7 separate regions of the Mus musculus genome follow, and regions 1, 2, 3, 5, 6 and 7 are each linked to region 4. Evidence: chromatin contacts called from public Hi-C, HiChIP or PLAC-seq and promoter capture Hi-C data. All regions are on one chromosome and are shown on one strand. The core of a region is the stretch at or near the end of the contact, and the rest is flanking DNA. Distances in the headings are between cores, read along the strand shown. Region 1 has its middle 93 kb from the start of Gm41259. Region 2 overlaps Gm41259 (predicted gene, 41259). Region 3 has its middle 71 kb from the start of Gm16311. Region 4 holds the start of Ptger4 (prostaglandin E receptor 4 (subtype EP4)). Region 5 has its middle 53 kb from the start of Gm41259. Region 6 has its middle 3.2 kb from the start of Gm23139. Region 7 has its middle 20 kb from the start of Gm41259.

The links. Promoter capture Hi-C pulls out the DNA fragments that hold promoters and counts their contacts. Hi-C and Micro-C count contacts between places; a contact is called where the count stands out from the background. HiChIP or PLAC-seq counts read pairs in DNA pulled down with a chosen protein or histone mark.
Region 1: a Hi-C map of bone marrow-derived macrophages shows a contact between it and region 4, with 14 read pairs. The contact joins the enhancer-like site here to the promoter of Ptger4 in region 4. A contact is called at or near these places in 14 of 39 promoter capture datasets (the 3T3-L1 cell line, the C10 cell line, the HPC-7 cell line and 10 more), 1 of 15 datasets of contacts at CTCF or cohesin (the NIH/3T3 cell line), 1 of 484 Hi-C or Micro-C datasets (bone marrow-derived macrophages), 19 of 115 datasets of contacts at active chromatin or transcription factors (the 230-238 cell line, the NIH/3T3 cell line, the SCID.adh cell line and 12 more) and 3 of 9 other capture datasets (bone marrow-derived macrophages, liver and macrophages).
Region 2: a promoter capture Hi-C map of embryonic stem cells shows a contact between it and region 4, with 13 times the contacts expected there. The contact joins the enhancer-like site here to the promoter of Ptger4 in region 4. A contact is called at or near these places in 4 of 39 promoter capture datasets (cranial neural crest, embryonic stem cells and liver), 1 of 15 datasets of contacts at CTCF or cohesin (the NIH/3T3 cell line), 3 of 484 Hi-C or Micro-C datasets (bone marrow-derived macrophages, embryonic stem cells and macrophages), 24 of 115 datasets of contacts at active chromatin or transcription factors (the NIH/3T3 cell line, the SCID.adh cell line, bone marrow-derived macrophages and 13 more) and 4 of 9 other capture datasets (embryonic stem cells, embryonic trunk, liver and 1 more).
Region 3: a contact with region 4 is called in an H3K4me3 HiChIP or PLAC-seq map of bone marrow-derived macrophages, with 5 times the contacts expected there. The contact joins the enhancer-like site here to the promoter of Ptger4 in region 4. A contact is called at or near these places in 16 of 39 promoter capture datasets (the 3T3-L1 cell line, 3T3-L1-derived adipocytes, the C10 cell line and 9 more), 1 of 15 datasets of contacts at CTCF or cohesin (embryonic stem cells), 21 of 115 datasets of contacts at active chromatin or transcription factors (the NIH/3T3 cell line, bone marrow-derived macrophages, embryonic basal ganglia and 13 more) and 1 of 9 other capture datasets (pancreatic islet).
Region 5: a contact with region 4 is called in an H3K27ac HiChIP or PLAC-seq map of embryonic stem cells, with 5 times the contacts expected there. The contact joins the enhancer-like site here to the promoter of Ptger4 in region 4. A contact is called at or near these places in 10 of 39 promoter capture datasets (the 3T3-L1 cell line, the HPC-7 cell line, embryonic stem cells and 4 more), 2 of 484 Hi-C or Micro-C datasets (B cells and bone marrow-derived macrophages), 16 of 115 datasets of contacts at active chromatin or transcription factors (the SCID.adh cell line, embryonic limb bud, embryonic stem cells and 7 more) and 2 of 9 other capture datasets (embryonic stem cells and macrophages).
Region 6: a contact with region 4 is called in a promoter capture Hi-C map of second pharyngeal arch cranial neural crest, with 6 times the contacts expected there. The contact joins the enhancer-like site here to the promoter of Ptger4 in region 4. A contact is called at or near these places in 14 of 39 promoter capture datasets (the 3T3-L1 cell line, the C10 cell line, the HPC-7 cell line and 7 more), 2 of 484 Hi-C or Micro-C datasets (bone marrow-derived macrophages and cranial neural crest), 9 of 115 datasets of contacts at active chromatin or transcription factors (the SCID.adh cell line, bone marrow-derived macrophages, embryonic hindbrain and 5 more) and 2 of 9 other capture datasets (adipose tissue and pancreatic islet).
Region 7: a contact with region 4 is called in an H3K4me3 HiChIP or PLAC-seq map of bone marrow-derived macrophages, with 13 times the contacts expected there. The contact joins the enhancer-like site here to the promoter of Ptger4 in region 4. A contact is called at or near these places in 19 of 39 promoter capture datasets (3T3-L1-derived adipocytes, the C10 cell line, the HPC-7 cell line and 15 more), 100 of 484 Hi-C or Micro-C datasets (the AML12 cell line, the Ba/F3 cell line, the C10 cell line and 59 more), 34 of 115 datasets of contacts at active chromatin or transcription factors (the 230-238 cell line, DN3 thymocytes, the NIH/3T3 cell line and 23 more) and 4 of 9 other capture datasets (adipose tissue, embryonic stem cells, liver and 1 more).

What each region holds. Positions count from the first base shown.
Region 1 is chr15:5,949,798-5,952,975 of GRCm38.p6, forward strand. It overlaps the pseudogene Gm49095. Among named protein-coding and RNA genes, the nearest start is that of Gm41259, 93 kb to the right of the region's middle. Within about 2 kb of position 1,299, at least 8 of the 459 cell types and tissues checked have an H3K27ac peak or open chromatin away from gene starts, as enhancers often do. A contact at or near this core is called in bone marrow-derived macrophages, where this site is marked.
Region 2 is chr15:6,028,554-6,031,789 of GRCm38.p6, forward strand. The region is part of intron 2 of Gm41259 (predicted gene, 41259); the gene reads right to left. Among named protein-coding and RNA genes, the nearest start is that of Gm41259, 15 kb to the right of the region's middle. Within about 2 kb of position 1,893, at least 17 of the 459 cell types and tissues checked have an H3K27ac peak or open chromatin away from gene starts, as enhancers often do. A contact at or near this core is called in embryonic stem cells, regulatory T cells and trophoblast stem cells, where this site is marked.
Region 3 is chr15:6,236,927-6,240,250 of GRCm38.p6, forward strand. No RefSeq gene overlaps it. Among named protein-coding and RNA genes, the nearest start is that of Gm16311, 71 kb to the right of the region's middle. Within about 2 kb of position 1,450, at least 44 of the 459 cell types and tissues checked have an H3K27ac peak or open chromatin away from gene starts, as enhancers often do. A contact at or near this core is called in the NIH/3T3 cell line, bone marrow-derived macrophages, fibro-adipogenic progenitors and 2 more, where this site is marked.
Region 4 is chr15:5,242,204-5,245,559 of GRCm38.p6, forward strand. Ptger4 (prostaglandin E receptor 4 (subtype EP4)) reads right to left here and starts at 1,984. Exons shown (of 3, transcript NM_008965.2): 1 at 1,480-1,984; 2 at 58-992. The coding sequence starts at 1,495.
Region 5 is chr15:5,990,016-5,992,983 of GRCm38.p6, forward strand. No RefSeq gene overlaps it. Among named protein-coding and RNA genes, the nearest start is that of Gm41259, 53 kb to the right of the region's middle. Within about 2 kb of position 1,551, at least 9 of the 459 cell types and tissues checked have an H3K27ac peak or open chromatin away from gene starts, as enhancers often do. A contact at or near this core is called in embryonic stem cells, epiblast stem cells and stem cell-derived epiblast-like cells, where this site is marked.
Region 6 is chr15:6,153,025-6,156,134 of GRCm38.p6, forward strand. No RefSeq gene overlaps it. Among named protein-coding and RNA genes, the nearest start is that of Gm23139, 3.2 kb to the left of the region's middle. Within about 2 kb of position 1,842, at least 16 of the 459 cell types and tissues checked have an H3K27ac peak or open chromatin away from gene starts, as enhancers often do. A contact at or near this core is called in second pharyngeal arch cranial neural crest, where this site is marked.
Region 7 is chr15:6,063,355-6,066,673 of GRCm38.p6, forward strand. No RefSeq gene overlaps it. Among named protein-coding and RNA genes, the nearest start is that of Gm41259, 20 kb to the left of the region's middle. Within about 2 kb of position 1,952, at least 1 of the 459 cell types and tissues checked has an H3K27ac peak or open chromatin away from gene starts, as enhancers often do. A contact at or near this core is called in bone marrow-derived macrophages, where this site is marked.

The sequences.
Region 1 (3,178 bases), core at 49-2,548, 710 kb after region 4:
TAGGAGGGGATCTATATAATCCACTAGGAAGGAAATACTTGAGTATTAAAACATAGATTTCATTATTCTTACAATAAGTCTAATACCTGATACAAAAGGATGCAGGGGAATAAGCATGATAACAGTACCAGTAAAGAAGAACTGTTTATAAAAGAGAAAAAGTAGCCAAAGGAAACTCGATTTGTAATCAATACGTTCTCATTCTTCAGGGCACCTGTAGATGCTGATCTAACACGCTCATTGCTATGCTCTAGCAACTCTTTCGGAACCTTTTCTCTTGGAAAAATAAAACAAACACACAAAATAAATTGAATGAAATGCTAAGAGGATCTTTTAAACTTATTTATTTGAGTTATAAAAAGACAAAGGCATTTCACCATAAACTAATCGCAATTAAATTACAAATAGTTATTATTACCCTATTTGAATGACTAATTACTAACACTTAATTTAGGATGTTTGCAAAAAATACCATTATAGTATTTCCTTATGATAAAATAAAAATTATACCCATAAGACTGTTGGCGTTTGGTCATGGAATTGCTTTTGCTTTAATTTTAGTTCTGGAGAAGAGAGGTAGAAGAAGGAGAGAAGGAAAGAGAAAGCTGGTTAAATCTAAGAAAGGAAGATCTTCATTCTGTCTAAAAGCCTGAGTATAACATTTCACTTTAGTTTTATCCATTAATGATTAATAGGTGTATACTTAATCAAATATTTACCATTATGTACTATGACAATACTATTACCACCATAAATTGATTTTAGAGAATAATAGCAAAAAATAGCTTCCAATTTTAAAAAGGGATATTGAATAAATTCAAACTTCTATTTCTCTAAAGATGACCAGTGTGACATTAGCATATTAATTAATTTAATAGTGGTGTCCTGTAATGCTACTTTGAACCTCAAGTTTATCTTGATTCTCTTTGTCTACATGCATAAAGAATATTGAAGACAAGCATAAGGTTGCAGATCGGATATCCTCAGTTTAAAATGAAATCTAATCTTCTAGAAAGCGCCACTGCTTTCATAGCTAATGGATTTTCCTTACTGATAGGACAGATAAGATGACTCCTGAAAACCCACAGAAAGTAAGAAATTGAGCCAAGACCTGTAATAAAATATCATGCAAACCCACTAGATATCAAAATCGAAACTGACAAAACAAGAGATGACCAAGATGTGAGGCACACAAAATGCTGATTGATTTCCTGCTGCTGAGAATATAAACTGCTTCTTTGAAGTATGTTGCAGCATCTGCTAAAATCCCATGAAATCCTTATTTATCACTTTCAGTTATTGCATAATACGCTGCATAAGTCTGCAGGCTTGAAATAGTTCCCTTTTCTGACATCTGACACAGCCTGGATCAGGGTTTCACTGAAGAAATTGACCATCAATAAGATGTGGCTCCATGTTCTACTTTCTCCCTCGGGGTGTCAAGGTGCAGCTGCATACTGGGCTGGAAGGATGAAGCAGAGGCTAGAACAGGGTGGGGTGAGGAGTCCAGTGTTACAGCCTTTATTACATGAAAGCCTTCTCTACTGATACTCAGTGAAACAGCTTGTGTGTGTACACTTTTTGGGGGTTGATGAACCTTGGAAAGTAGAAAGGAGTTTTTAGGGTGAATATAAATCATTGGCTGAACCCACGAGCATGTGGCTTAGAACCAGGTCTTGGGCCCAACCCAAGAGCTGGTGGCGTAGGCCCAGGCCCAAATCTGGACAACAGAGCAGGTGACCTCTTGGGTACAGGATCTGGTCTTAACTTAAGAATGGCTGGACCTCAAGGCTTAGATCTTGCCCCCATCCTGAGGGCAGCAGGTCTTTTAGGGACAAATTCCGTTTCTTTTTTCCAAGCTTCTGGAAACATGGGCACAAACCCGCCCACCATGACAAGAGTACCTGGTCCCATAGGTCCAAACAAAGGTCCTAGCTCTCAAGAACTTGGCCTTCCAGGGCCAAATCCCTCTCCCATGTCAAGGGCTCCTGGCCCTATGGGTCCTAATTCAGCTCATTTCTCAAGACCAGGTGGCCCCGTGGGGGTAAATGCTGGAGTCTTTCCAAGGGGGACAGGATCAGGAGGACTGAACCCAAATGCCTTCTCTCAGTCTTCTGGCACATTGGCCTCAAATCCAGGTACCTTTCAGAGGTCTGCTGGCCTCCAGGGCTCAAATCAAGCAGTTTTCCCAAGAGCCTCTGGGCTACTAGGCTCCAACCCAGCTAACTTTCCAAGGGCCTCTGGCCTGCAGGCTCCTAGTCCAGCTGCCTTCCCAAGGTCTGCTGGTCTATTAGGCCTAGGTCAAGTTGCTTTCCCCAGGTCAGCTGCGGGGCCCCTGGGCTCTTCTCCAGCAGGCCCTGTGGGTATCAACCCAGCTCCTTTTGCAAGACCAACGGGGACCCTGGGCCTTAACCCAGCTTCCTTTCCAAGGATGAATGGCCCTGTAGGCATTTCCTATTTCCCATTTCCTAGGGTGGGCAGCCTCCCTGGCTCAAATCCAGCTGCTTTCCCCAGACCAAGGGGTCCAATGGCTGCAATGTACCCAAATGCAATGTTATCCCCTTAAATACCATTTTTCTTCCAGGGCCACTTTGTTATTTAAGCACTGTGGTTCTGAGATGGGGCTGTCTCTTAGATAAAAGAGTAGATATGGAACTACAGTCTGAAGAACATAGCTGGGGCTCGAGTTCAAATGAGCCTTCTTTTTCCTCTGCTTTTTTTCTTGACTGAAGGCAAAATGTTATTTGTGAGCCATGGACTATGGCAGATAGGGGTGATCCTGGCCTCAAGGAAAAGGCTCTCTGGCCTTCCGGAAGCCTCTGTGCTTTTGTCCCACAGCTTTCTGCCCCTTGTTTCTTACTAGTTCCTTGAACTGTTCTCATGGACGTTTTCCTCCGGGATACGTTGGCCTGCAGGTTCTAATTCCCCACTCACCGCTGGAGAATTGGCTCGCTTGTTGTCTAGTGACACTGCATTGGTGAACGGACCATGTTTCAGTAACTCTGACCCGGCTCCCTGGACCTAGTCATGTTCTACTGCCAGACCTTTCCCTCGGGGCTTAAACACAGAATGGGAGGTGGACACCCACGTCACAGACCCACCACATTGCTGCTTGACTGGGCCTGCGGCTCCTTTCTTCTGGGACTTAGAGGTGGACAGATTTAAGCTTCCTCCGATC
Region 2 (3,236 bases), core at 643-3,142, 790 kb after region 4:
GACTATTGTTAGCATCACTCCTGGCCAGTGTTAAAGCTTCATCACAGATCATCATAGCAACTTCAGTGCCATTCTCAATAGTGCATTACAGACAGGCTGTGTGAGTGAAGTATCCCTCCTGGTTTACCTGTGGAACACATGATGTGAATATCCTGGCCCCTTGTAGTATATGCATTCTAACATGAATATATACTCCAGCTGCTTTATTATTGCCTTGGCTAAATGCCAAAGAAACTCAGGCATTTTTACTTGTGAATTTTGTGATCATCTTTTTCCAAGCTTCTAAAGACTGATTTTTTTTTTTCAGCCTAACTGTAGTCTTTGCCAGGATGCTAAATACTGTGTCCTGAGAAAGTGACCCCAAGAATTCTTTCATGGCCACTCTTACTACAAAGCACTCTTAAAATCAGCATCAGGAATATTATTCTGCCTCCTGTTGGTAAATATGAGATGCATTCTTGCCAATCGTTTGATGTGAGATATCTTTAACAGGCATGTGTGTCCTCTCTCCACGTAATGCTGGAACTTAATACTGTAGGGATAACAAGGGTGACAATACTTAAAACAGATATCTGTTGCTTCACAGCAGAGAAAGGCATTAGTATATTCTGTTTCTGTGATGATTGTTAGTTTCTACTAGAGAGGAATAGGCAACCTCTTCATAAAGCTAGGGGCTCTAGAACAGTTGCCAAGTTCCAGAACCTTTCCACACTGGGAGTCCAGGCAGATGTCACCAGTGTGTATTTTAGGGCTCAAGTATATCCCACCAGGACCATTGTGTTCACAGACAAGAATAGTTTCTGCTGTGCACTTCCTTTATTCTTGGAACACTGTTACTCAACAATGTTATGCTCAGCCTGACATCCAGCTATGCTTGTCCTCATGCTACAAAGGAGAAGAGTGTCTTCATGTGGCCCTTTGGATACACAACAACTGCTTTTCCAAGGCAGACACTTTTCAGTTCCTTTTAATATGATCTGTAGATCTTTTCAGGAACCTGCCAATTCTCCTCTGATCGTAGCTACCTGTTCCCTTTGCTCTCTATGACTGTGACAAAACTCTGACCAAGAACAACGTTTGGCCGAAAAGATTTATTTCACTGACAGGTTTCAGTCTACCATCAAAGAAAAACAAGGAAGAAAATAGTGTGGGAACCTTTAGGCAAGAATTGATTAAAAAAAAAAAAAAAAAGACCAGTGACTTTCTCTCAGACTCAGCTCTCCCCCTCCCCCCTCCTCCCCCCCCCCCTTTCTTTCATTGTTTTCTTGTTTCTTTCTGGCTTACTCATTCTTTGTGTCTCCATGTCTCTATTTTCTCTCTCTCTCTTTGTCTCTCTCTCTCCCCCTTCTTTTCTTCCTTCTAGTTTGTTATATCATGTTGTTATGTTTTGTTTTTCAAAACGGGATTTTTCTGTATAGCTCTGGTTGTCCTGGAACTTGTTCTAAAGACTATTCTGGCCTTGAATTCAGAGATCCACCTGCCTCTGCCCCCTGAGTGCTGGGATTAAAGACATGCACCACCACTGCCTGGAGCAACTATCTTTCTTACACAGTCCATACTCACCTATCCAAAGAGGGAAATGTGTACAGTTATCTTACATCATTTGCCAAGCAGCATGTCCCCCGACCCCCTGCAAGAATGCTCACAGATTTTAGTAGAGTAATAGAGTAGGCTTTTCCCTAGGCCTGTTACCTATCTAGTTTCAGGTTTTTGGTTACTTTAACAGTGTCATGTATGGTCTTCATCTCATAGAGTGACCTTAAATCTGATCAAAGTAGTCGTTGTTTACTTCCAAGAATATTTGTGACTCTACTGCACTACTCTATCTTGCAGGAGGGTTGCTGTTGTAGATGGAAGGGTTTGTAGCTGAGAGACGGTGATGATCACACTTCTCTTCCCTTAACATTCAGACTACCTTCTCCAGCCGTGACTGCCAGTCAGGGCTAAGCTTTAGTCAGGCACGTAGCACAGAGAATGGGAAGCCAATGCAAAAGCTCACCCCAAGGTAAGAAGCTGTTTGTAATGAATAAATGCTGAAAAGAGGAAGTCAGTTTCACTGAGTTGTTGTTTCTGGGGGGTGGTGAGCCAGGCAATTCTTCAATTGCACTTTCCTCTTCCTTGGTATTGAAAGAGTAGTAAACTCAGTGCTCCAAGGTATGCTAATCATAAAGCAGATAGCGAGACATTCCTTCCTCCACCCACCCGCTTCCTGGGTTCAAAGAGTGTTAATTCAAAGAAAGTCACCCTGACCATTACTGGAACCTGCAATGCAAATGTGCTATTGTTAGGGGCTCTTAGAAACTGTCTTGAGAGTTAACAATTACCAGGTATTCCTTGTGACTCTTGTAACTTTACACTTCCTTGTGACTCTTAACTGGTATTTTTGGTATTTTCCAACAACGCCCTTCCCACCTCCTTGAGTTGTGGTTTTTTTCCTTTAAATACCCCCTTACTCAGCTACTCGGGGCGCCACGGTCCTCTACCCCTGCGTGGTGTATGACCGTGGGCCCGAGAGCACTCTCGAATAAAAATCCTCTTGCAATTTGCAGCAAGAACATTTCTCGTTGGTGATTTTGGGGTGTCGCCTCTCCCGAGTCAGAACGTGGGGGAGTCCTCACGTTGTGGGTCTTTCAGTATAACTAGGTTTGTCTCAGGTAGGCAAAAATTGATCAGCACACCATTCATCTCTCAGTGTTTTAAATCAATTTACTTATCATACCTGCCACTTCATTTTCTCCACTAAGACTCCCTAAGATGATCTGTGGATAAAAGCAGTGACAAGAGGGTGTGTTTCCTACCCCCTATGGTGAAGATGAGCTAGTTGCAAATCTATTTCATTAGCTGTTTTCTTGTATGGCTTTTATGTTGTTAGGCATGTAAGAGAGTGATTAGGGGATATGACAATGATGGGAAAATAAAGAATAATGCTAGGATGGAAAGCCTGTAATATCACAATCCATTTGAGAGAGGAAGGATAAATATGAGTTAGGTAGAGAGATTTTAGGTTATGTAGTATAGCTCTCTCTATGTACAGACAGGCAATAAAGCCTATGGATGCTTTTAGGTAAACTTTGACACTCATATATCTCCCAGGGAGAGACTCTAGTATTTAAGCCTGCCTAGTCCATTAATTGAGAGAAGCTCGTGAGAGGTGTATCTTCTACACAAATATGCTAATACATTTGAAATATAGCAACCAGAACCTTGATCAGTTATAAGCTGCACAGTTGTAGATC
Region 3 (3,324 bases), core at 200-2,699, 990 kb after region 4:
TCTACCACCAATAAGAAATTGATAAAATGCAAATGCTTACTATTTAATTAGACTTACATTACACTATCGCCAGTGTAAACGTCGGTATGGCATGGGGAGAAGGGAGAATATTGAATGGTCCAGACAGGAAGTGATGGCCGACTGTCAAACATGGGTAAAGCATATCCACAGTGAGAGCAAGGATCCTCCTGTGAGGACCAGGCGCTGCCCTTCCCGTGATGGAAGTGATCCAATGAAGTATCAATGAAGGCATATTGATAGTGGTGTATGGGCAGACAAACTGACCCGTGAAACACAATAAAAAGTTATTAAAAGCCTCTTGCAAATAGTTATCCAACTCATGATAGAAGTGTCACGACAACGTTACAAGGACAGGATTTTTTTTTCTTCTTGAAGCAATAAAACAGGACAGTGGACACTGCCTGTTATTATTTAATGGTGGCAGCGATGAGTGATAAGTCAGACTATAGCTTTTGATGGGGAGGGGAAAAAATAAATAAAACAGTCATGCCAGACAAAGAGATGACCGCAGATTAGCACTAACTTGGCAAGTATGTCTGAAATACAAGGAATGTCTCACTTCCCAGGTCATAAATACCCCCGTGCAGGTGTGTTGTTATTGTTTTGTTTTGCTTGATTTTGTTTTAACACCATGACACATCAGGGGTTGAGTGGACAGTCTTCAGCCTTACTAGATCATATAATTACTAGATCATATATAATCACTAGATCACATAACCACTGCACCATCTAGCACAGGAACAGGCGGGCAGGAAAAGCCCTCCCCTCCCGCTCTTTAACCTTCAAGTTGTTGGCTCTAACTCAGCAGTGCACCCAGTCCGCCCTTGAACATCTATTGCTGAGGGTCGTGTGCTTCTGAGCCACTTCTCAAGAGACAGAGATCTGTTGGTCAGATTATGGGCAGACCTGGTTAGTCAGTGGTTTAAAGCTACCACATCGGTGACGCAATCCCTGGAACTTTGTGGAACTTTTAAGGCCAGATTCCCTGCTGTGCGAGGTAAAGACACTCTCTCCACTTGTTCCTACTGATGAGTTGAAAAGCATTTGTTCACTTAAACAACTTTTTTTGGAGTAGGGCAAAAGGACGGACTGGGACAAGACAGTGAAATGTGAACTGAAGGGAATGGAGGGACAGGCCAAATTGGCAGATGGCACGTCTCGTTTCAGCTTTTAAAAATAATGTTGCTTTAAGAACAAGGGGGAGAAAAAAATCTCAAGCCAAGAAACATCAACAGTAAGTTTTCCTTCTTTCCCCTCTTCAGATATGCTGAAGCCAGGTTTAATTTTATGTCAGGAAAGAATTCCCTCCTGAGATTTTCCTGGCTACGGTTCAGTTGAGGATAATGTTTTCCAGCCTTGTTTCCAGAGGCCCTGAAAAGCTGAAGGGAAACGGGCAAGCAGTCTTGCAGGTCTCATCCTGAACCAGCAGGGGGCGCTGTGATGACAAAGAAATCCCGGGCCTCTCGGACCTGGGTGCTGTCTGAATGCAGGCAACTTTAGGTATCGTTTCTGAGGCTAGCTAAAACTTGAAACATTTACAAGTTGCATTTATATTTCTTACTTAATACAAAGCCTTCATGCTTCATTTTCAATCCAAAGGGGGCGGGGGCTTAGATATTTGAATAGATTTCCAGAAATGTGCAACGCCCAGCCTTCTTTCATGATTATTCAGGTCATTGTGTAGTGAGATGCCCCATGGATGTCTAAATGGGACACCCAGAGCACTTAAAAGCCATTGCAAAAATATCACCCAAATGTACCTGCCCTTGCTGAGTCATGGCTGCTAAAATCGCTTAACCGTTCGATACGCCTTTGTTTTCAAATTGCTTGAATCCACTTAAAACTTGAGGAGGAGTAAGACAGGGAAGCTAGACACACTGATTATCATCACAACCAATCTTTGACTCTGAGTTCACCAATGTGTTTGAAGTCCTACACTACATCCACACAATGTAATTCCCCCGCCAAGTTAAGAATTACGTGACTATCAGCATTGCAAAGGACTCTCAGTCTCACCTACCCCTGGGTACTCAGTTGCTTCCAGCATCTATAGAACCCTATGAATGCAACCTTACAAAGCTAACATCCAACTGTTACTAACATTGCTTGTATATAAGTCTGGGATGCCATATAGGCAATGTCTGCAGGAGTATGATGTGGAGGTTTCAAAAGATAGAAGTCCTGAATCAGTTCAGGGGACTATTTCAGAGACCCGGGTGCAGTTCTGAATGTTTATACTCCAAGCACATGGATTTTGGAGTAGGTATGTATTACTTCTCAAGAGGCAGGAGCTGAGGGGCCAGACAGAAAGAAAATAGAAAGAGATGTCATATTCATCTGCTGCTATCAAAGTTTCTCTTTCTCCTTCCTCTCTCTCCTTCCTTGCACTCTATCCATTTATCTCTGTGTCTTTCTCCATCTCCCTGTGGTAGCTGTTGGGGGCCTGTAATCTTGCTACTTATTTGCTAACATAGGCTAGCTATTGATGCTCTCTGAGAATCAGGTCCCCTGACTTCTACTCTCTCTGAAGAGCAGAGCTGAGTCTTTTAGGCCTAGTGATTTGGAAAATCTGATTTCACATCTCCAAACCACTCAAGTCCTAATTCTGGGCACGTGCATTCCATATCTTCTTGCAGCTGGAACCCCATCTTGGTAAGGCAATTGAGCAAACTCACTTACGTGCTAAGTAGCATCCTGTTAAACCCCAGGAATCCCCAGTTTTGGCTTTAAACTGAGTGACTGCTGCTTCTTGCATCCCTTCTTTCTCCAAAAGTGATCTCCTCTGTTGCCGTGACACGCAGGCAAACCTGTAGTCTTTCCTCAGCAACTGACTAAATTAGATCAAGAGTAAGGGAACAGTTCTCTGAGTACTCTTCCACAAGAGATTGTAGAGAGGAAGGCTGGGTACCCCCATTTTTCTTCCCTCTGGGAAAGAGAGAAATTGCCTTTGACTGTGTGCACACAGTATTCTGTAGCTCCTGGACCTGACCTCTTTTGTCTTGTGCTCAATAATGTTGTATAAAGAATAAGGCAGGTAAGAGCTGGCCAATGCCTCACTACTAGCTCATCTTTGACAGACTCCTCAGACTCTCAATTCAGGCACTGCATATTCACTGCCCTTGCTTCCGGTCTGAATCATAAACTTCAGAAGACTCTCCAGTTATGTATGAAAAGGGTGAAGGCAGATAAAGTTCTTTGGAAGGGAGAAAACGTAGCCGTTACGCGTAGAGCTGGTACTTGAAATCGCTTCCTCCGCGGTTAAGACTTGCATTAGTTCAGTGTGGTCAGCAAATAGCAAGCAAA
Region 4 (3,356 bases), core at 734-3,233:
TGGAGGCGGATGGATGCAGGAGAGAGGCCCAGTGGGTCTCAGGCCCCAAACACTTACCACGAGCGGAATGGAGCAGATGAGCACCACCAGAGAGGTGGCGATGAGTAAGATGACCATCTGGATCTCCGCACCCGCGATGCGCCGGAAACTCCTGCGGCGGCGAAAGTCGCTGAGGCGCTGCAGGGCTGGGGAGGCCCCAGCGTGGCCCCGACAGGCCACCGAAGCTACCGCGGCGGCGGCAGCCGCATGGTGCTGCTCCGTGCCCAACGAGGTGCGGCGCATGAACTGGCGGTGCATGCGGAGCAGCGCGCCGCACACCAGCACGTTGCAGAGCACGGTGGCAAGGATGAGGAAGGAGCTGAAGCCGGCGTACATGTAAGAGAAGGCGGCGTAGGCCGTTACGTTGGTGGTCCAGTCGATGAAGCACCAGGTGCCCGGGTACTGCCGCTCGGATCTGCCCAGGCCCATGTTGGGCAGCGCGCAGAACAGCACGTTAGATGCATAGATGGCGAAGAGTGTGAGGCCGGCCAGCCGCTTGTCCACGTAGTGGCTGTAGAAGTAGGCGTGGTTGATGGCCAGGTAGCGCTCGATGCTCATGGCACAGATGATGCTGAGACCCGACAGACCGAAGAAAAGTAGGATGAAGGTGCTATAGTCACACAGTGCCTGGTCTCCGGGCCACTGGCCCTTCATGTATGTGGCGATGGTCACCGGGCTTACCAACAAGGTGCCCAGAAGGTCAGTGACAGCCAGCCCACATACTAGAGTGTAAAAGGTCGTCTCTTTCTGCTCCTTGCGCGACTTGCACAATACTACGATGGCCACCAGGTTGCCCACCACCCCGAAGATGAACATCACTGCGGGAATGGTCACCGGGCTGTTCAGCCTCTCCGGAGTGGAGGAGAAGGACGCGTTGACTCCGGGGATGGACATGATGGTGGTGGTTAGTAACACACAGCGTTGGAGCTCACGGTTCGATCTAGGAATGGTACCTAGAGAGAAAGAGAAACGAGCCATTTACCACTTGCAAGGTGTTCGACCCATGGCCAAAATGCTGTGTCGCAGAGATAAGGAGAGCACCCAGATCCAACTTCCTCATCGGTAGCTACTCATTAACTGTGACTACTTAAATTCCCAAGGTCTGGATCCGTTCTGTCAAGAGCACCGCTCTGCTGACATTAATATATTTATTTCCCGCCTATCCCCACCCCCACCGCTCCATAATCAGCTCATTCCCTCGCCGAGATGAGCAAGACCCTTCTCAAGGGAAAAGTGACTCCCTAGTGATATTCCCCACAGAATGGATAAAATGCTCATCGAAAGAAGTTATGGACATTTTGGGACACTATGGGACATTCTGTTCTTTGGTTTCCCGGAAGAGCGCCTGAACACGCAAAGACCTCCATCCCGACTTACCTGTAGGGTGGGGTTAGGAGCCCGGTGTGCCCAAGGCTCAGGCCTCAGATGTTCAGGACCTACCTCCAACCTCAGCCATCAGTCTCTTCCCACGCAGTGCGGAACTTGTCAAGCTTTTGCTGTCTCGGAACCGGGGCTCGGTGGCTGCCAACTTTCCGGAACTGAGGTCAGAGTATCTTGCTTTCAAAAAAGCTTGGAAAGCCAGAGAGGCTAGCGGGATGGGTCGGTGAAGACCAGTCTGGGGTTTCTTGTTTGATTTACTAACGCCTCCTCCTTTCAAAGGCGAGTCTCAGCTTTGCAGGGCCCGCGCAGGTCTAGTGCGGGAGGTCAGCGTCCAGGTGTGTCGCCGCCACGCGTGCAGGTGGAACAGAGCGTAGGTCCGGGCTCCCTCCTCCCCAGCAGCGGGCTGAACGGACAGCTACCGGAGAAGGCGGCTGCCGCTGAGGCCGCTCCTTGGGCTCTGGGGGCGGCACGGGGTCCACTGGGCCTGGGGCTCTGACCTGAGGCCGTTCATCTTCCTCTCCCGCTGCCGGGTTTCGAGCTTCGCTCTCGGCGTCTCCAGCCTCTGAACAAACTTTTCTCCTCCCGCAAGTTTCCCCGGAGGGGGCGGAGACAGTCATAGCGCGGCCCGGGCTTCCATTGGCTGATCTGGAAAGGGGGCGGGGCGAGACCTCCTCTAGCACCGCCTAGGAGCCCGGTGATGGAGGGCGGGGCGGAGAGCTGCGGAGGTCTGGAGGGACCTGCGGGGGTGCCACCCGGCTGCGGGTGCAGCTTCAGTGCCTTCCCTCCCTCGAAGGTACCGAAACCCCCCAGATCGAGTCCCCAGGAAACGCCAGCTCGAGCTTCGCCACTCCCAAGCTGGGCATTTAGCGGGAATGATGCTGGGACCTGTGTCTGGTCTACATTGCTCTGCGGGTTAGAGTGGTTAAATTCTCGCATCTTCCACCCACAGATCAAACATGTGGGTCTTGAGATGTCGGGACAATTGCTTTAGGGCTCTACCCGGGAGCCACAGAGCGGAGAGGAAAAGTGGGTGTGTGGTTGTCCGTGGGTGTGTACGCCCGAGAGCTCCGGGTGGGACTTGGCAGAGGCACGGTGAGTAGGTACCAGGCTTGGGCGGGGAGGCGACTAAGAATCCATCCTCTCACCATAAAAGGAGTTACTTGGCAGTGCCCTAGCTGCGCTCAATAGGGCACCAAAGCGGAGGCGGGGAGGAAGGCGAGCAACACGGAACTGCAACTTCTCACTTAGATGGCAGAGTTTAGGGCTTTCTTTGGAGACCTGTGGCCCACAGGCACACCTGAGATTTAGTTGAGGGGGACTGTTTAACTGTAGAGAGAGAGCATTCTTCCTCAGGAAGGCTGAAACAAGTGCTTTCCTGTTCAGTTTCTGCTAGCCATCTTCACCTGCGGGATGAGAGGGGTTTGAAATTCAAGCAAATTAACGAATTTCCAGGCGTTGCCTCTTTGTTAACTCGGAAAAGGTCTATTTGCCTTTCCCTATTCTTTGGTTTATAGTTTGTTCGGCTTCTTCTTTGATGAGGAACAATCATTTCTTAATTATCAACTATTCTCCTAAAAAACAGAATTTAAGATCGGAAAACACCAGGGGGCAATTAAAACCCTGTCACCAGATCCTTTAAAAACTACACAATGAGACTGTAGTATGGTTTTCTGAACAATTCAACTTCTTACAAAAACCTCACTCCATGCTTAGCATCTAACCGGGTAACTAGGTGGCTTGAATCTTGTGTGAAACAAGTAGGTATGCCTCTACTGTTATTTATGGGGGCTGGAGAGATGGCTCGGCAGTTAAGAGCACTGACTGCTCTTCCAGAGGTCCTGAGTTCAATTCTCAGCAACCACATGGTGGCTCACAACCATCTGTAATAAGATCTGATGCCCTCTTCTGGTGTGTCTGAAGATAGCTACAGTGTACTC
Region 5 (2,968 bases), core at 301-2,800, 750 kb after region 4:
TTGGCAGTGGCCCTATACCTCAGTTTGTAAGAGTTCCATCTTCCTGAATAGATTGTAGGATGTGAGTACGTTTAAAGATGAATTAATTGAAATTAAATAGTATTTTTCCTAAAACTGTGACATTGCTTTCTTAAGAGGCACCGCATTGATAGGAAAAAAATAAAGAGCTTAATTCCATGAAAACTAGACAAAAGTATTATTAAAGACAGAGAAAAGAGAAACCTGTGTGCTGTCATCAGAAACATCACAAACACAAAACTGCAAAAACACGAAAAGCTGCAAAAACACGATGTAATTTAATTTGAAAATTCGGTTTGAGTTAGTCAACTGTAGTAGAATTAGACAAATAGTTCATGGTATCATAAGCCATCTAGGAGAGACAAATACTAACAAGTAATTTTCCTGGAGATGGTCTATCATTTTGCATCATTGTAATGGATAAACTCTGAATTGCAAGGCTTTCAGAAAACCTACCTCAGGATTGATTCTTGCTGTTAATAAGTCTTTTCTGTTCTTATTAAGTTAATAATTGCTATATTATTAGGTCTAATAATGCTTGGGCATTAACCCAATCTACAAGGCAGAATTTCTGCAGATCAACGAAGATGTACTCTGTGTAACAATGCTATGTAGACAAATTATGATGATTTCAAAATTCCTATTAATGATTCTATAGAGTTACTAAATTTATACAAGTAATTTTAAGACCTTTATAGAAAAGCTACAATTAGGGCTCTGTAAACCTTCCTGTGTCCTGGGCTTACTGCACTAGGATAGAAACCATGCTTAGAGTAATTTGATGATCAGGGAAAACATTCCTTCTAGGCTAGCCATGAAACTATTATCTGATAACTAAAGGTCATAAACTTGGAATAGACAATTTATTATAGGTACAAGGCCAGAAAATAAAATTGTTGACTGAATTTTTCTATACAAAACTTCAAAACTAATGAGACCCAAGGCAGATGATATGCCTCTTGACAAAACCTTGCTAACTTATGACATAAGAATTATTGTTTGAAACTTTTAATGAACCTGTGAAGCTAGTGACAGTTAAGGTTTAATTACATAGTCTCTATGGAAATATATGTAAACATTTCTACTGTGACTACTTATTCAATTTATAATTTAAATTTTTGTTTTGAATTTATCATGAAACTTTTAAAAACTAGATGCTTGCAAAACCATGTGACCATGTATCCTGAGAAAATATAAAAGTTAAGAATAAGAAGAACAGACAGGGACAGGTTCTTCTTAGCACAAGTCTTCTTTTATTTAGGGATAGAAAGCAGTTTTCCTTTTTTTCCCCTCAGAAATAAGGATTCATCCTCTTTTAAAAGTGAGTGCCTGTTTCTGCAAGTTGACTTTCTGAAGCTGTCTTTATCAGACAAAAATTTAGGGAACTCCTTGCCTCACTCCTGCCTGGGCCAGGACCTGAAAGAGGAAAAGAATAAAAACTTCTTTACTTAATCCTCTCAGACCCCTGCTATTAAGCTGCAGGTGTTAATCCCAAGGGGAGGGGCAGCCACAGAATAAGCAACAGTGTGTTAAGTCTCCAGAAGCCATCAGCTTCTACCTTCCAGTATAGTTAGAGAGTTAAAAGACTGGAGATCATCAGTATTTGGCCTTTGTCTAAAGCTTTGTCCCAATTCACACCTGTGTTTTCCCTAATCCAGAGCAGGCCTCCAGCATCACTGTAATGTAGTAAATAAATATTGAGACCTAGAAACAGAAGTAAAGATGGTATTAGTAGGAGATGATGGGGAAGCAAGCCTTACTGAATTCATGATTTCTATACAGAAAATGTCAGGTGCCATGCACTCCAGTTGAGTAGCTTGACTTGACAGGCTCTGAAGCCTAAAAGCCACTCACGAGGCAGAGAGTTTCAAGGAAGCTCACCTCCTGGAGTTTTGGCGTTCTCATTTACCCAAATACTCATACTCTATTCCCACGTTAGTCTGGTGTATGGATCTACGAGCTTTCTTTTAATATTTTATTACAAACGCCTTTTAAGATTAAATTCTGTTATAATTAAGCCTCCCCATTGTTCCAAGGTCCCAGAAGCCTGCAAGCTTGAAATCTGAGCTTGAAATCCAGCAGGAATGCAGAAAGGAAGTTACCTATTCAGTTACTAATTAAGCATTACAAAGACAGTAGCTCAGAGCTGGTCTGCAAAATTTTTACCAAGGACAGTAGCAATTCTCACCCAAACAAGGGAATAATAGAGCTAGGGAATCCCACTGAGACAGGGATCTTCTCTACAGCTAGGTATAGCAAGCTTCACTTTAGAAGCAAGTTGGTATATTCTTCTGTAGACCCAGGAAATAGGGTGTTGGGGAATTGCAGTATTCATGATAAGGTCTGCTAGTGCAGAACCCCTGGTGGTAGGTTTTACAATAGACTAGTTTACACCTGGCTCCCTTCATTTGCAGCAACAGCCTGGTCCCCACCTTCTTTTGATGTATACATTCCTTTTGTATTGCGTCACTGTAACTTGGTGGATTATATTTTGCCTGGTTTCTTGTTATTTCTTTGGTATAAAAAGTTTGATGCTCGACCTGAAACATTACATTCAGATTCTACACAACCTCTCTTGTGTGCATCTGTCTGTCATTTCATCCAATGCTTTGCCCACCTGCCCCAGAGACCCGTTCCATGCAGACAAAGGGATCTAGAGGGTCTGCAGCAGACAGGGATGAGATGGACCAAGAAAAAAATTTTTTTACAGGCTTGTAATTTAGGTAAAATTTATTCTTAAGAAAATTGGTATAAATCTTTTGAAACTCTGCCAATACTGAACAGATATTATGAAAGTCAAATAATAGAAAATTAACAATTATAATTAGGATAAATTAGAAGATAAAGAAAATGATGGAAAACAGTCTTTAGACATATGAGTAGAAATGAATAACCCAGTGGGTAATAACCTTTGGGTAAAGGCATAAACATACCAGGTTGGTGTTAGGCC
Region 6 (3,110 bases), core at 592-3,091, 910 kb after region 4:
GGACTGGATTACAGGTATGCACCACTGTACTCAACCCTGTTCATTTTTGAAATAAAACTTCAGTAGTTGCAAACATGGAGATTTATGTGAGTGGTAGAACATTTACCTGGCACCTGCAAGGCCCTGGGCTCAATCCCCAGCACCTCTCTCCCCAAAGAAAATTTGTATTAGTACACAGACAAACCTATTTATTTATATATTGCCTATGGCTATTTTCATGCTACAAAGGCAGACACAATTAGTCGTGATAGATACTGACTGTCTCACAAAACCTAAAAATCTGTCTGATCCTTCCAAAGAAAGGTCATTAATTACTGACCTAGTAACCTAAAATTGTAAGAACTGTAAAAAGGGTTTGTGGGTTTCCAACTTTTACCCTTCAAGAAATACAAGGTTCTGTTTACCTCAAAATGTCTTTTCCCTCTGAAAAATGTGTGAATCAACAACACTTATTAAATAATTAACATATGTAATTAGTTTGAATCACAATACTTACTTAGATACAATTTGCGAAACACATGAAACTCAAGAATAACAAAGACCAAAGTGTGGACACTTTGCCCCTTCTTAGAATTAGGAACAAAACACCCATGGAAGGAGTTACAGAGACAAAGTTTGAAGCTGAGACGAAAGGATGGACCATCTAGAGACTGCCATACCCAGGGATCCATTCCATAATCAGCCTCCAAACGCTGACACCATTGCATACACTAGCAAGATTTTGCTGAAAGGACCCTGATATAGCTGTCTCGTGTGAGACTATGCAGGGACCTAGCAAACACAGAAGTGGATGCTCACAGTCAGCTATGGGATGGAACACAGGGCCCCCAATGGAGGAGCTAGAGAAAGTACCCAAGGAGCTGGGGGGATCTGCAACCCTATAGGTGGAACAACATTATGAACTAACCAGTACCCCCTGGAGCTCGTGTCTCTAGCTGCATATGTATCAGAAGATGGCCTAGTAGGCCATCACTGGAAAGAGAGGCCCATTGGACACGCAAACTTTATATGCCTCAGTACAGGGGAAACGCCAGGGCCAAGAAGCAGGAGTGGGTGGGTGGGGGAGTGGGTGGGGGAGGGTGTGGGGGACTTTTGGGATAGCAATGGAAATGTAAATGAAATAAATACCTAATTAAAAAAAATTAAAAAAAGAACACACTGAGCTCCTATCATAGCTGTGATGGGTAGTTTTATTCAGACTGTTCATCTTAAGAGAGATACAAAAATTGACCCCAATTAATTGAAAACAAAAGAGGGGCTGACCTGACAGCTCAGTTGGTAAATCGCTTGCTGTGCAAGCACGAGGCCTTAAGTTTGATCCCCAGAACCCATGATAAAAGCCACACATGGCAGAAAACACTATAATCAATACTTAGAAGGCAGCCTAGCATCAAAATCCACAAGGAAAGGGACTAAAGAAGCAATTGGATCAAGCTTTGAGTGTCAACAGTATCTAACATCCATGAGTTCTGGCACCTTTCTACATGTGCCTTCCGGGCTACACCAAAGGTTGAGAACCAAGAGATAATGAATAGGATGACTACCCTAGGCCTCACCAGCCTAAGGACCAGGAAAGACATTCCTCAGAAGACACAGCCATCTTTAAAAGGTCAGGGTAAGTATAAACCTCTTATATGATCAGTTTTAAAATACAGGAAAATATTTTAAAACATTCATGTCAATTCAGGTGGGGTTTTTTTCATACCCAACTTTCCTTCTCTCTCTCTCTAAGTTTCTAAGGCACACTGAAAAGTCCAACTGCAGCATTCTTAATCATTACCAGACAATACATTACAGAGATGTTTGTGTTCTGCAAAGGAATCCCAGCAATTTACTGATACTGCTGCTTCGCTTGTCAACATTGCAATTTCTCCCTAGTTTTACCTCCTTGCTGAGGTCACGGCTGTCAGTGTGGTCCCTTCCGCGTGGTGTGCTGACTCGCAGATCCAACCACTCAAGTTACCAGGAGTATTGCCAGATACTGTGTGATCTCCACGCACAAGCAACTTTGAAAGCATTTTTTTCGTGAAATACGAGTAAGCTTTATACAAGTTGGCATGGGAGCGGGCCACACAGATTTCTTGGCAAAAAAAAAAAAAAGATTTCTGAATCGAACTATTCTACTTCTTGCTTTAAATGCATTAAGGAGTTATTGTTTAGCTGCTTGACTGCTTACTAAGGAGTAACATTGCTAAACATTATCAGGTGATGTTTTTTATGCACCTTTCTATTGAGTCGAGCTTTGTTCTCATTTGCTGAGCAAAAACTTTGTAATTTCATGCAGTCACATTTGTCAACATATAGATGTTCCTTCACCTCGAGCAACTGGAATCCTTTCCATAAACCCTCTCCACTGCTTATACCTTGAGATGCTTCTCCAGTGTGGTCTGCTAACAGGTTCAGAATTTCAGGTCTCCCTATAAGGTGCCGGATCCATTTTTAACATATTTTTGTGCCAAGTGAAAGGCAGGGATCTAGTTTTAGCTTACATGGACCTTCAACTTTCCCAAAATTATTGTTGAGAAGGATTCTGTTTCTACTTTTATTCCATTCTAATCACAGAGAACATACGACTGTTTTCAATTTTCTTCTGATTGCTAAGATTTACTTTATGTTCGTGTGTGTGTGTGTGTGTGTGTGTGTGTGTGTGTGTGTGTGTGTGTGTGTCCTTCTGTTCCTGGGCTAATGAAGCCATCCATTATTTCTTTATTACAGTTAATCTGTGCCTTTATATCCAGTAGCATTTGTTTTATAGTATATAGTCAAAATGCAGTATCCTCATAACTCATTGTTCTCCTAGTATGTAATGACTTTGGTCTCTTCAGACTAGTGTTGAAGTCTCCTTTGTCAGATAGCTATGTAGCTGGATCTGTTTGCTTCCTATTTCTGTTTGCTTGATTACAAGTCCTTTTCCTCCCCTTTAACTCTTAGATTATGTTTGTCTTTGACAGTGAGGTTCATTATTTTCGGACAGGAAATGCTGTGTTCCTGATGTTTAATCCATTCTTCGGACTTTCATTTTTATTGAGACTGGAGACAGTATTCAGTTATTATTTAATGGTATTTATTAGTTCCTGTTTTTTTACTGGTACTTTCCTAATTTTCATTTG
Region 7 (3,319 bases), core at 702-3,201, 820 kb after region 4:
TGGCAGGGTCCTAGAGGGAGTTGACAGGGCTAGGGATGGTTATGATCAGGATACACTGTATGAATATATGAATATATAAATTAATCAAAATGAAGAGTTAAAAGAAAAAAGAAATTTTGTTTTCTTATTTTTTCCTTGTATTTATCAATTTGTCCATTGGAGCCAATATTTGTCAATTTTTCAGATTGCTAAGTGGGTACCAAGTCTAACTATATGAAATAACAGTAATAATCCAGAAAATGATAGGGCTATGATTGACCATGCGACCCAGCCACTCTGATACTATTTTACAAACAGCATAAAAGGCTCTCAGAGAGACATAGCATTCAGAAAACTTGTTAGCGGTAGAATGTCTCAACTGCCAATACCTCTATGTAAATGTAGACTGGTTTACTCTGATACTGTGTCATCATTTCCCAGAAAATGTCCTGAACTTGGAAGATAGGAAGGCAAGTAACAGTTCTTAAAACATGATTTATTTGAAAGGATTAAAATCTGGAGAGGCCTGAGGTATATAAGAAATAGAAAAGAAGACCTATAGGGAGCCGCAAAGTAAATCATACACTGGTACCAATTAATACAGACAGGAGAGACATTTAGAGAAAGAGAGTGATTTTTCCATTGAGTCATGTACCAAAGCGTCCATTAAATCACATCCCAGCTACCTAAGGCCTCCAGCTATGAGAGAATGCAACGGCATCGGCTCCTATCTTGAGTCATGAAGATGAGTAGAAAAGCACAGCAGGCCAGAGGGAGGAATGATGAATAGTGAGAAGGAATTAACACAGTCGTCCTCTGTGGAGTGATTCAACTTCTGTTCTCTAGGTAGAAAGAATACATCATGTTGAATTCTCCAAGAGAGGGAAATGAAAATATATAGCTGGAAATTCATGAATAATCAATTAAACAGTGATTTTCATGAGGTCTGTTTTATTGAGGCATATTAAGACATAGTTCCAAAGTCACTAACTAGGATCATTGCTAAAGTGATCACTTTACATAGAAGAAAAAAGTACTTGAAAGTAATTTATCTTGCAGGCTGTTGCTGGTGCATACCTTTAATCACAACACTAGGGAGACAGAGGCAGGTTTAGCCTGGTCTACACAGTGAGTTCAAGGCTAGCCAGGGTTATGCAGAAAACCCTTATTCAAAAAATAAAGCAACACAATTATCTCAATCTAATTATTCTAATCTGAGTAGAGGGAGTGTGGCTCCAATATGTTATTCTAATCTGAGTAGAGGGAGCGTGTAGCTCCGATATGTTATTCTAATCTGAGTAGAGTGAGCGTGGCTTCCTCCAGGCTCTTATGTCAAGTATTCATATCAGACAACCCTTTCCAAGGGTAGAATTCAAACTACTCCATCTGGGCTGTCAAAATGTAGCTATCCCCACCTTCTACAGGGCTTTAAGCAAGAGAACAAACTGAGGTCTACATGCCATATGTGTGTCTACTAAGAAGATATGAATCAAACAATCTCGCTTTAAGATGCTCTACCCTCCTCTCTAGCTAACTGTACCAACAAAACTATAATTTAGAAACATTCATGAAGTTATGGATTTTATATAGCTAAAAATTAGTATAAGTATCAAAGACAGGTTCTTACTTTGTAATAATACATCCGTCATGTTTATTAGTCAGTGACTTTGAGTTATAAAACATGCATAACACAATGTATATTTATATATTAAAACTTGCTTTCATTTCCTTATTTTTTGCTCAGTAGCCCATTTTGATAAATATGTTTTCCATAATGTTTAAATATGTTTCCATTCTAATAACAGCAACAATCTAACAGTTTGAAAAATATCAGGCAAATATACTCAAAATATTACTAATTTGAATATTTTATCTAGTATACTTTTACTTTCATTAAGATGTTCCTAGTCTCTGCAGTACCGTTTTTAAAACATTGCATAATCAGAAGTGTGCTTCCACCAGAAGGCTCAGTGGTAAAGTCACTTAATAGCATAGTCCTTAACACGGCACGTGTTAGAGTTCTGAGTATGATCCTTGAACTTACCCACTGAACAGAAAACTGATTTTGTAGTTATGCAGTTTCCAACTATGTAGTTTTATCTATTAAAAATTTTGCTTTTTGTTACAAGAATCATAAAGAATGGACATTCTGTGATAGTCAATAAATGAATTAGTAATTACACATTGCTTAAAGATAATAAAGGTTTTTACTAAAATTATCTATTAATAATTATAGAAAAATCAACTTTAAATCAGTACATTTTAAATAGACATTTCGTTTAAGTTTTAAAACTTGTAATACTATCAATTTGAAAATACCAACAAACAAAAGTAACATTTCAGTCCATAGTTGATTCCTTAAATCAATACTTTGAATAGAGCTAATAATATCTACAATTGAATAGAGCTAGTAAAATCTAACAATTTTTAATTTGACTTGATAAGGCAAATAGTAAAGAATTGTATTTACCCTAGAAATCTGAGAGTAAATTGAAAAATACAGTTTTTACATATACAAAGAAAAACTTAGTTCTAATCTCACATTAAGACTTCTGAAAGAGAAGAAGGACACAACAATTCGTTATCCAACACCAAATGGTCAGCGGGAGGGAAAGCACTCATTAGGTATCGTAGAGACTGAGCAGGCTGTAGTTAGAGCATATGTATATATTTAAGTGGAAGATCCTGGTTATGTCATGTGACGCAGGCTCACCTGATGCTTCGCTAAGGCAGACTCACATGGTATTTTCCGGAGGCAAGACCCATGGGAGGACACACGATGTTTGTAGAGTATAAATAGGACTCAATGGATAGTGACAGGGTGCTTACATAGCTAGGTTGGCAACACTTCATTGGTCTTGCGTCTTTATTGATCAGTTATATCAATTTTTCAAATCCCAGTATGCCAAACAATCTGGAGAATAATTTTTAAATACTGAAAAAATACTTAAAGTAAGAAACAAGTTTCTTAGTTTTGAGGAACAAAATGTAATTATTTTACCCCCAAATGCTTTTAAAGGAGCAGTTATCCAAAGGTCAGGTATAAGGGAGACCAGAGAGACAGGGAGGAAGGGAAGAAATGCCTGTGTACCTGGGACGCAATCACTGTGTGGGTGCTCAGTCTCACTGACAAGGAATTGAAACATGGACACAGAAAGATACTCGGTTTATAATTTATCATTGTGAGAGGGAGGGGAAGTGCCCTGCCTCTCCTACTAAATGTTTTGTGGGACATAGAGAGTTGCACTTTTAACAGAGTCCAAATCAAATGATATGCTTTGGAGGACAAAACACTCCCCTTTGGAAAAGAGGAGGAACTGGGTGTGCAATGGCTTTCTTC